Regions from separate parts of the Zea mays genome. Here region 1 is linked to region 2. Evidence: chromatin contacts called from public Hi-C data. All regions are on one chromosome and are shown on one strand. Each heading gives the region's core, a stretch centred on a gene start, on an enhancer-like site or on the middle of the called end of the contact. The rest is flanking DNA. Distances are from core to core; before and after follow the strand shown. Region 1 holds the start of LOC100277625. Region 2 holds the start of LOC103634723 (protein STRICTOSIDINE SYNTHASE-LIKE 10).

What was found. Hi-C and Micro-C count contacts between places; a contact is called where the count stands out from the background.
Region 1: a Hi-C map of bundle sheath shows a contact between it and region 2, with 2.4 times the contacts expected there. The contact joins the promoter of LOC100277625 here to the promoter of LOC103634723 in region 2. A contact is called at or near these places in 5 of 25 Hi-C or Micro-C datasets (bundle sheath, ear, leaf and 1 more).

What each region holds. Positions count from the first base shown.
Region 1 is chr1:57,677,404-57,683,371 of Zm-B73-REFERENCE-NAM-5.0, reverse strand. LOC100277625 reads right to left here and starts at 3,115. Exons shown (of 1, transcript NM_001151137.3): 1 at 2,496-3,115. The coding sequence starts at 3,017. The coding sequence ends at 2,625. It overlaps LOC100274446 (Suppressor of SWI4 1), which reads right to left. Exons shown (of 7, transcript NM_001148805.1): 6 at 5,800-5,968; 7 at 5,383-5,710. The coding sequence ends at 5,607.
Region 2 is chr1:57,930,255-57,936,429 of Zm-B73-REFERENCE-NAM-5.0, reverse strand. LOC103634723 (protein STRICTOSIDINE SYNTHASE-LIKE 10) reads right to left here and starts at 4,577. Exons shown (of 1, transcript XM_008657311.2): 1 at 3,412-4,577. The coding sequence starts at 4,548. The coding sequence ends at 3,532. LOC100283868 (sentrin-specific protease 2) reads left to right here. Exons shown (of 9, transcript NM_001156766.2): 8 at 1,000-1,072; 9 at 1,270-1,678. The coding sequence ends at 1,332.

The sequences.
Region 1 (5,968 bases), core at 1,866-4,365, 250 kb after region 2:
CAGAATTATCCATCAAAGCTAGTTTATATCATATCATGTCATTATAGTCCCCAATAAACAAGAATAGAGAATCACAAATTAAACAAGCAAGCTATATAGGATAAGGCTAAGACCATATCTTTTTGTCTATTGTTTTCTATGCTACTTATCCGGGTTGCGCGACTAAAACGGAAAAAACAGAAATATCCTAGTAAAATACACAATACCGAAAATATGGACGGAAAAAACACTTAGGGCTAGTTTGGGAACCATATTTTCCTAAGGGATTTTCATTTTTCCAAGGGAAAATGAACTAATTTCCCATAGGAAAATAGAAATCCCTTGGGAAAATGGGGTTCCCAAACTAGCCCTTAACTGTTTGGATTTTTCGTTCCTGCAGTATATCATCTTGTTTTCGTTTTATTCCCATTTTCCTATAAATACAAAAACAATTCAGGTAAAAACAAAATATGAGACCGAACGAATCGGGATTTCAGCTTTACCCGAGGAACTATAGATGTAAGGCTATCTCTAGCAGCTTAATTATTATCATACCTATATTCAAACTTCACTCTACAAACAGTGTGTCTACAGTGCAAAATAGTATTTTGGTTGACCATATAGGTGAAATGCTTGACACGATATAAGATACTTAGTACAAGTTGAAAAAGATAACTTTACAGCGATGGAGGAAAATATGTACTGAACACACCCTATTGATAAACATTCTAGATCTCAAGAATCACTAGAATCGGTAACAAAGGGGGAACTTTTGAGAAAAAATCACTTAAAACCGATTCTAGTTTTTTTATTAATAATATAGAAAAACGTCCAAAACCTACTAGGTTCTCTCTATCCTAGTTCTAGTTCTAATATTTTTAAAGAATCCAATAAATTAGCTAAAGGATTTTTATAAAGTGTTTTTGATTCAACAGAGAAATATTTCTGGAGACAACATAAACCTATTTTTTTAGAAAATCTAGATCACTACTAAACACACCTTAAATCTCCTAAATGGCAGTTTTCTTTTTTACTGAGGAGCCTTGCCTTTTAGAAAATGCTTTTAGAATAACCATGGAGGCAAGAAGGTCATGAGCCTACGAGAGCTTCAAACACGTATATACCATAGGCACAATTTTGCAAATATGACAAGCAACCATACCAATATTTAGTTAGTTAGATAGCTTAAGGGTTGTTCTAAACCTCTAGATATAATTATTAATCAGTTAATAAGTTATTAACTAAGTTAGAGCAGTTAACAACTAATAGCTATGTAAGAGACATAACTAATAATTAGCTGGTTTTATTAGTTGACCCGTTTTTTCAGCTAATTTTAGTTACTAACTATTAGTTTTAGAGGTTTAGAATAGGGTCTAAGGTTTAAGACCCCGTGCCAACTACACTTGTCAGAATTGCTATCATCTTTTGTCCTCGCTATGTCCTCTGATGTATGGGAAGCTCAACTACACTGGTATAGTAAGATTAATTTGATCATGCAATTTTGTATATAAATAAGGTAAGCTTAGATGTACATTCATATTTTCTCAGATTTTTTTGAAATTTTTTTAATAGGTTTACATAGGGTTTACACCAAAACGTGGTTATAGACAAAACTGTTATACTTATACCTTGTCTTTCAGCAGTAAATATTCTCAGTGCCTATAGAACAATTAAGTTAAGAGACAAGCACTCTTCGATCGCGTATAAAAGGACTCAAGAAATGAAGAAAAGAGAATCACGAGCAATCAACAACAGTATTTAAGCTCTATAGTCATTTGTGGTTGCTTGTGTTACTTCATCTTCATCTGCGCAATCCAAGAGTAGGATTTGTATCTGCTCTAAGGTTTTTTTTTGGAAGTGTTTGGAGCTTCCCAAATGGGGAAATCCATATGTAGTTATGTTTGTTTTAATGAAGTGAGTTTCTTATGGTAATCCTGGTCCGGTTCTGAAGTTTGAGTTCTTATGCTAGACACTATATAGAAAGAAAGAAAAAACATCTTTGGAAGTTCTCGTTTATTCCCGTTTATGAAAAGTATGCAAATAATCGTAGACCATTGGAAAGTGTTCCCTTCAGGTGAATTGCCTGGGGAGAATTGTCCCAAGTAAACGCGACTTGGGTAGCCTGAGCGCCTTAGGATTACAAAACCATTGTTTAGAAAAACTAGCTATCTTGTTGGTCTCATTAGCCTGTGATATCCTAAAACCTAAAAAAATTAATATTAAAATAATTTCAAAATTTAAATTAAAAAATTAAAATCTTCCATAAATCTAACAAACATATATTTACATGACAACTTTTCTCGCTTTCTTTTCGTGATACTTTACAGGAGCGGTCCCTTTCCCTTGCTTGTTTGTATTGTAAAAGTTAAACGTGGAATTCACTGGCACGCATTGGCGTTCTGGGTCAGTGGGGTGATAGTACAGCGTGTACACGTGGTTCTGGGGAAGAGCACAGCGCACGCACATGGCCCGACGCAACACACGCACAGAAGCTTCAGCGTCACAAACCGACCAAGTAAACAACAGATTAACCGCCTCCGCTCGATTTTACACACGCACTTTTGCACAGACGCCCCTCGCAGACCTCGCATTACAGAAACCAACCCAACAGACAGCCAGAGATCGCAACCGCCAGCTCTCCTATCCTACTCGTCGTCGCCGCCGTCGCCGCCGAAGAGCGAGGATCGGTAGTAGAGCAGCGCGAGGATGAGGAGGAGCAAGAACGCGACGCCGACCGGGGACCCTCCCACGCGGTGGACGGCGTCGGGGGACCCGCCGAAGGCGAAGGCGTCGGCGAGCGCCGCGGCGCCGCGGTCGGACGAGAGGAGGCGGATGAGGAACAGCAGGCACACGGGGAGGAGGAGGAGCCCCACCGGGCTCAGCAGCTCCGCCACGGCTTCCGTCAGCGCCTCGCCGCCGCCGCCCAGGAACAGCGGGCCCGCCACCACGAGGCCCACCACCACCGCCAGCAGCAGGCCGTGGGGCGCGCCGCGCTGGCCCGGCCCGCCGTAGTAGTACTCGTCCCCAGCGCCAGCCATTGCCGCCGCCTGCTCTCTCTGACTCTCTCGGTCGCGGCAGTGGTGGTGACTGGTGAGTGATGAATGAATGGGATGGGAAGTGAAGAAGATATTAGTTTTAGAGAGAGCGGTGGGGTAGCGTGGACGACCGATATGAGTAAACACTCACTCGATTCCAAATTACAAGTACTTTTAAAAAATTTAAAGTGTCAAAGCATCTTTAATTTAATTATGAGAGTAAAAGTCACGTAGTAGCGCTGAATGGTGGTGGTAAACCACACACAAGGACGGGGGAAGGAAACGGGAAACACCGAAACAGCTTGGTGGTGTGGCCGTGCAGGTAGCCCCACCCCCACAGTGAGACAACGTGGGAGGCGGGGGCCGTGCAGGTAGCCTCACCCCCTCACACTTGAGATCTCATCATAAGTTTGGGATACCATGCAATCACATGCATTCCAAATTTGAAAATAAAGCAAATTTGCAGGTAGCCCCACCCCACCCCTCTCACGTTCTAGAAAGTTTTATATTTTTTTCGTCAAATATGATATTATTCTTGAATGATTCTGAAATCTGCATAAAAAAACTACGTACATAGTTCTGAAATCTATGTACACAATAAATACAAATTTCTGATTCATCAATTCCAAATATGATCTAAAATGCTTGATTGGACACTCTAGAGAAATATTCCAAACTACAGAAATAAAAAGTCTAACACACAACAAGATTCTTTTCCACGTAATAGCTTAGAGTTTATTAATAAAACACAAAAGAGAATAAAAACAGAAGGCACAAAACTTTTTTTGCATAGAAAGTTTTTGGGGAGTCACTCTCGGCTTGCTAAATATGAGGATAAGAAAGGATAAAAAGCAACTGCTTAACAGCATCGTTTAGTATATCAAACAGAGATGATCTTAGCTGTTAGATCACCCGACAATTAGCATAACTTTTCAGATTTTGGATCCTTCTAAATTTCAGGGTTCCAGCATGTGAGCTTGCCTGGTAGGGGTGGTAATGGACTTTAGATTTTACACTACAAACTTTAAGAATCAAATCGAATTAGAGTCGAACTCTATTTTTATTCATTTTTGAACTAATATTATTTAAGGGCCTTAACTTTTTGTAAAGGGACATTGGATCTGATTCATTATCACCCCTATTGCCTCGTCGCTCATCAACAACAGCAACATAGCCTTTTAGTTCCAAGCAAGTTGGGGTAGGCTAGAGTTGAAACCCAACAAGATGTCACAAAAAGAGAAAGTGAGAGAAAGAGGAGGGAAAAAGATTTTGAGAACACTAAAAGGAAAAATACCTCATCACGGTTCAGTCACGTGGATAGCTTCTTTCCAAACACTTCTATCCAAACACAACTCTATTGAGGTATTCTATTCCTTCAAGTCCCTTTTGATTGCCTCCTCTCATGTCAAGTTTGATTGATCTCTACCTCTCTTTACATTATCGTCCCGTATTATGATGTCTCTATACAAGTATTATGATGTCTCTATACACCGGTGCCTCTGGGGTCTCCAGTGGGCATACCCAAACCATCTCAACCGGTATTAAATAGCTACTCCTAACCAATCATGCATATCATCGTTTCTTACTCATCCAATCTTGTGTGCTCACATCTTGTGTGCTCACATATCCAACACAACATATGTATCTCTGCGACACTTAGTTGTTGGATATGCCATCTTTTAGTAGGCTAACACTCAACCACATCTAACATAGCAAGCCTAATCGCTGTAAAAAATAATTTTGTTCTAAAAAATGAAGGTCCTTGTAGGGCACCTCAAATGACACTTCAGGAGCTTATCTTAGTGGAGCAGGGCCGGTTTTGGTGAATGCAGCAACCTAAACAGTCCCTAAAGCACCCCTCTGCCTACTTTAGAGAACACAGAATACAGGGTCCACCAGAAAAAAAAATACAAATATCACCCATAAACAAACCCTCAAAACATGAAGATCATCATGCCAACCCACTATCAGTACCAGCGTAACCAAACAAAGCCTTTGTAGTTGTGTAGGACATCATGGCCATGTTTGTTTCGGCTTCTGGCAGCTTCTGGCCACCAAAAGTTGCTGCGCACTGCAAAACGCTCAGCTTTTCAGCCAAATTCTATAAAATTCGTTGGGACAAAAACCATTCAAAATCAACATAAACACATAATCGGTTGAGTCGTTGTAATAGTAGGAATCCGTCACTTTGTAGATCCTGAGCCCTATGAACAACTTTATCTTCCTCTACACGTAATCGTAATGATACTCAGATTCTCCCCACAGCCAGATTCTCCCCACAGCCAAATTTTCAGAAAAGCTAGTCAGAAAAAAGCTGAACCAAAAGCCCCATGTCCATCCCTCTGAAACCCCGACAAGAATGAGAAATCTTAGACTGCGAACCAAAAACTATCCTCCAAACTTGTCATAACACAAAAGAGGTAACCATCGGCAAAACAATGTTACACTTCGTTACAACGAATGCAATGCACCTTCAGTGACAAAATTGGCATGAATGCACCACGTTATTGGGCACAGGGCCCGTTGGTTTCAGCATGAAACATCCAGGACTGTCAAAACACCTGCGTCTGCCTGTCCAAAACATCTGAAATCCTACACCATCTCATCCTCGGACTCATCTGTGGCCTCAGAATCGTCTTCTTGCCCTTCTACTTCCCCAGTTTCTGTTCCTTTCTTTCCCACCACTTCCTTTTCCACTGTATCATAAAAAGGAAATCAGTCAAAAAAAAGATGCATCAATACTTAGGAATAGTTTAAGGTGTTCAGAGCGCTAAATGGAATTCACCAGGCCATGGGTATAAGACATCTCCTGAACATAGCCCAGCTTCAACTTTAACTAGGCGCATAGTCATCCTTGGTCCAATCTCCTGGAGTCTGACAGCGCTTTTTCTGGATGCCCGGTTTAATTTGTCAATGTCACTTGGCAAGCTTACCATTGCTGCTTCATCGTCTGC
Region 2 (6,175 bases), core at 3,328-5,827:
TTTCATATTTCACATTTTTAGTACCGCCAGCGGATATAGTTTGAGCTTGAAGGGTTTTTTTTTGCGTGTCTTCTTAAATCTCTACTCCTGTAATGTAGTGCCTTCTACAAAAATAATGTAAAATTGTGCACAAGTTGGGGTTCGAACCTTGGTTGTTGGTCTGCATTCACACTGACCAAGCTATCAGAGCACACATTTTCATGTTTTATATTCTATACTCAAGCATAATATAAATATTGTTTTGGGAAAATAGGGAAAAAAAGTAAAACTGGCCTGTACTGGGCCTAGCTCGCCGTGTCGCACCTAAGGCCCAGGCATGACACGGTGATCAAATAGGCCCGGCACAAGCCTGGTGGACAACGAGCCGTGTTGTGCTTGGGTGGCGCGATCAAGATGATGGCCCATGTAGACAGGGCCACCAAGTGTTAGCGTAGCGAAACTGTCAGGTCATTGATTGAGATATTTGAGTTTTTGATTTGGTAAATTTGGGATTAGTTAGGTTCGATTCGAGATTGTCACCATCCTCGCAAGCCGTTCAGGACTTTTGGATGCTCATTGTAAAGGTTTCGAACATGTTTGAACAATTATCCCATTTAAATAAGGTCTACCTATGTGATATATAGAAACTGTAGCAATGCACATGTATGTAACTAGTTAAAAGGCATGCCTGTGATTGTGTGACTAAATTTTACTCCCTCCGTTCTTTTTTATTTCTCGCGTTTTAGTTCAAAAATGAGCTAGCCGATGACAAATATTCGAAAACGGAGGTAGTATTTCTGATGAAAGTAGTTTTGTGTGCCACACCAAAATGTCTCCGTACCTCAACTGATTGTGGTTTCCACTAGATATATGTAGACTGTTTTCTGTGACCCAAGTACTAATAGGGAAACTTATGGAGTTATGGTGATGGACAGAGATTGAAAAATATAACTATGTCTAGCACAAGATTTTTTATGTGACTGGAAGAGTAGGTGACAAAAAGATCTTTTCATGTAACAGGTGGGACTGCGGTATGTTTATGCTCAAGTACATTGATTTCCACAGCAGAGGACTGCCCCTGTCTTTTAGTCAGGTGGGTGAACATGCTTAATAAAATTTTAGCAGACTGGACTGATGGCTAAAACTTAACCACGGGAACCTTTTACATGCATGAAGATGCTTGTTTTAGTTATCAACGTAGTATAACCATGTGCCGACCTGAAAGATCTGTCTGTTTTGGTGTGATTAGGCAGAATGATACATACCCAAAAGAATTGTTTATTTCTGCAGGAACACATGGAGTATTTTAGGAAGAGGACAGCGAAGGAGATCTTAAGACTAAGAGCTGACTGATGGATAGACATTCATCACTTTTTGGAACAGAGGCTGACTTTTTTTACTGCATTTTGGGGATTATAATAAATAAAAGCTGCTAAGTCAAGTCTATGGCATTGTTGAGCATGCTCAGGGTGGGGTCATCTACCTGAGATGGTTGGTAATGTGGCCCTGATAATGTAAATACTATAGATATTCTGTAGAGAAATTTTGTTTAGGGATTTATTTGACTCGGAGAAGCAGTGAGGGGGGAAATAGATGTAGCTACGCTGATATTCGTTGTTGGTTTAAAGTTGTTTCAGATTAATTTGTTCTTGTGGAATTATTTTGCAGCCATGGTTGTCATACTTAAGTTACCCTTGAATCTCCTTGGAGAATAGTTGTATCCGAAATCTAATTTAGCGCTAAAGGGTTGGCTGCCCTGGTCTGGCCTAGACGGTGGACTGATGTCAGGACTTTTACATTAAGGAAGGGCGAAGTGCTTGTTTGTTTGAGTTTATATAGATTATATAATCTAAGTTCCTTGGAGAATAGTTGTATCCCAAATCTAATTTAGCGCTAAAGGGTTGGCCGCCCTGGTCAGGCCTAGATGGTGGACTGATGTCGGGACTTTTACATTAAGGAAGGGCGAAGTGCTTATTTGTTTGAGTTTATAGATTATATAATCTAAGTTATATATAAAATTAAATAATATGTATTATATAATCTAGATTAAATAATTTGGATGTAGCTATTTGCGAACCTAGTTACTGGAATTTTGATTATTGATTTTAGTCATGTATTACACAGCTATTGATTTTAGTCATGTGTGACGTAGCAAGAAAACAAATAAATGAAACGTTTTTTTTTGTTAAGAGTGGCAACTATACGTAATTTTGAAGTTATGGGCAGTGAGTCTTTTACCAAAAAATAATCTCAAATAAGTATCTCTTAAATAAATTATAATAATTTGATCTCTAGATTATATAATTAAGTATAATAATTTGTTTGTTTGTTTCTCATCTAAATTATTTATGTTAGATTATATGATCTGGACATATTATAATCTAAAATAAATAGGTCTAATTTTCTACGGAGATTAAGGGGATCCTCCAATTCTCATGGGAACCACAGATTCTCCAATTCTCATGGGAACCATTGATGAAGATTCTTTTTCTAGTGTACTAGAAGCCAAAGTGCTTACATTGTTGTGGCAGCTCTTCTATCTCGTTTTTATCTTATCCTTTATTTTAAACTTCACTTTATAAACAATGTCATCTACAATATCGTGTTTCCAATTTACATTATCCGCCGAACGTAGCCTTAAAGCGGCTGGATCGGCCGCCTTTAGAAGCTAGCAACAACTCCCGCTACAGCCTACAGACAAAAACCAACTTCTTTCAAAGCTTTGATTAGAAATGGACGGATCGTCTTCATCTCTTCCTCTCAAATCCAAGTTGACCGCATTGGTGTTCGGAGAGAATCTAGTGGGTGGTGTTGGAAGAGAATCCTCCGATTTATTTGTACTTTCTATTTTTTCGCAACCATCTTTAGCAAATTTTCGTCATGTGTTGAGTTTGCATTTGTAAGTTGAAGATATTTTCGGAACAATTCTAGTGCAAGGTAGTCAATGTTATCTCTCTATTTTTTTCCTTACCTTTTAATCAGTGGGGAACAGAGGTAGCGTTAACTTAGCCAAAAGAAAGACATTGGCAATCTTAAAACTGTAATATTACTAGAACGTTTTTCTCGAGCACACGATATAAGCATTATTCCAATAATAAGTTGGCATCGCTCATTTAGAAACTATTTACAACAGAGTAATTCTGGTTGGAACATGACACTCAGGAACTGTTCCAAACTATTTGGTAGCAGCCCCATTGACACAAAGCAGTTTGACTGGAAGTAAACATGTTTTATCGTTTTATCTTCCTTGTTGGTTGAGGTGTTGGAGAGCTTGCTCGTGTGTCTTTTATTTTTTCCTTGTGTTTTTCATCTTCATAAACATGTTTGTGAACTATAACACCATTATAAACATGTACAGAACAAGCCTTCGGTAAGTATAAAAATAACAGTATTTATTGTAATGGAATACAGTCTAACTAAAGCGTTCCTGTCTAATCTGAATACCAGGGTATTTCTTTCCAAATAAAGTACTATCTAATACAGCAGTGTATAGTAATCTAAGGGTATTTCTTTCCAAATAAAATACTATCTAATACAGTAGCGTATAGTAATCTAAACTAAGCCCACGTAGTCCAATTCTATAGATCCGAGCCAGAGCTGGCCGTCCTTCTCGGCGACGTCGCTCAGTGTCACGCCTTTCGCCGCCGTCAGCTCCTCCACCACCGCGCCGTCTACGGCGAGCCGGACACCAACTAGATGCTTTGCTGGAGGCGCCGTGGCGTCGAGGCGCGCCTTCTCCTGGTTGAGCGCTACCCAGTAGCCGCCCCTGGCGTCGCGCCTCACGTTATCAGGGTAGCCAGGCAGGTCGGCGAGGAGCTCGTACTGGCCGGCCTTGGGGCCTTTGAGCCAGTATCTGAACGCCTGGCACGGAACGGTGTGCGCCACCACCACATGAGTCCTGTCGTTGCTGACCGCCACGCCGTTGGGGTACGGCAGGTCGGCCTTGAGCACGGTGACTCGCTTCGTCCGCGCGTCGTACTTGAGCAGCCGCCCCGTCGCGTCGGCGTTCATCATGATCTCCGTGTTGAACCTGCGCGGGTAGATGGCGCTGCTGTCGGTGAAGTACACGTCGCCGGTGGCCTGGTCGACGTCGAGCCCGTTGACGAAGTGGAACGGCGCGTCGCCCGCTTGGGTCGCCAGCACCTGTGCCTCGCCGCCGTTGGGCCCGACCTTCATGAGCCCCATGTACGCGTCGGCGATGTAGAGATCACCGGTCATGGCAAAGAACTGCAGCCCAAGGGGGCGGCCGCACATGCTCTCCGTCTGCTCCGACGGCACCACGGACGCTGTGCACAGAGGGATCTTCCGATAGTTTGCGCTGTGGGCGAACGTGGTCCAGCCGAGGGCGCTGCCGCCCCACTTGAGGACGCGGCCATCGGAGACGCCGGCGTAGGGGCCCTGGCCGCGGCGGTCGAAGGCGAGGCTCTCAGCGCCGATAACGCCGTCGGGAAGCGGTAGGTGAAAGCTCCAGAGCGTGGGCGTGGTCTTGATTGGCTCGGCGGCGCAGAACGACGTCGGGAGCAACAGCGCGAGGGCGACGGCGAGTAGAAGCGACGCCATGCGCCCCATCTCGATTACGTTGCGATGGAGCTGAACAAAACTTTCGACTTTGGTTTGATGAGACGGCGTGGCGTGGCGGTGCCTTTTTATAGGCCTGGGTGGGTGCGGTGCCGGACCCGTTGGAGTTGGACGCGACGCGGACTTGCGTGGTCGTACCGTACGTCGGTGTTATGTGTTGCCCGGGCCCACCTCGACGTGGCATTTTTCTGTTTTGTTTTCGGAATTTTGCTAGTTTCGCTCCTTTTTTTTATAACCGTGTGAGCAGCACCTAAACAGCCAAAGCAGTTATTCATGGAACCTATATATCTATACAATACAGTATTAATTTGTGTATTTAAGAAGCAACTAGGACTCGGTTGTGAGGTTGTTTCCCGAAACAGTGGAACACGAATTTTAGTACCTAAACAGTGCACTACAAGAAACTAGTTAAAGAACGCGGTGACAAACCGTCGAACTTAATGTAATAAGCCGACGAACTTACCATAAGAACGTGAGTTTACCGACTGTTGAGTATTTGTTCTCAAATGCTATGAATTAAGAACAAGACAACACAAATGTTACTGGTTAAAGACCTTCGTCATTCGAAGCATTATCTCATTTAGAATATAATGATCTTCAGACGAAGGTTATGAAGGGCATACCTTCGGCTCGACAGAAGGTAAAAGTCAAAGAGTGACGTGCGAGCGATTACAAGTCAGCGTGAACAGTACGGTGTTACTGTTCATCTATTTATAGGCATAAGACGCAACCTGGGTAAAATTACATCCATGTCCTTGACACTTACTGCTAACTAAGGAGTAATTTGTCGAGGACTGGGCAGAATATTTTTCTTTAGGTCGGTTCCATTCTCCATCGCTGCCCTTGCGCTAAGCCGAAGCTTCTTCATTCGTAACTTCGGAACTGGTTCATCCTTCTCCCAGACCGCGCCTTTCATACCGTGCACACCTTCATCTAAAGGCCGAAGGTTCCTGTGACAATATATTATACTTGGAAAGCATGTTAGTCGTGTTTTTGAGGACCTTTGGAAGACGAAGGCCCCCAACAGTAGCCCCTCGCAGTATTAATTTGTTCTTGTAACAACGAATTCAGACTGCGACGTGAACGAATGCCTTAAGCCGAAAGTCCGAGAAAACACCTTCCTTTCGCTAGAATAGCGAAAGTCAATGACAAATGGGACCCACCAAGTTGCAATGCACTAGGCGTATAAATAGATGCCCGCAGCAGCGACATTTGCTACGCCATTTCTGTTGCTTGCGCTGTTTTCTCAAATCTTAATTCTCTTACTGTTAGCTCTTGCTTGATTTTCGAGCTTCATCTTAAAGTCAAGTGCTTGTTCCATGTTTGAAGAGAAGAAGATGTCTAAAGAGAAGAAGATATCCGAGGAGGAGAAACTATATGAGGAGAAGAAGGTTGTGGACCCTTTTCTTGCTGGGTTTTATGAATCTATGGCAAAGACAAATACAGAAAAGATCACGAAGGAAATAATGGCGGATTTGTCTGAGGATTCAGACGATAGCGATGACTATGATGTGGAAAGTGGAGATGAAGATTCTGAGGACCGGCCCTAGCGACCAAGCCATACCATCTTCGGAAAGTCGACTATTAAGCAAAGTCATGTTGACGCCATGAAGGGAAG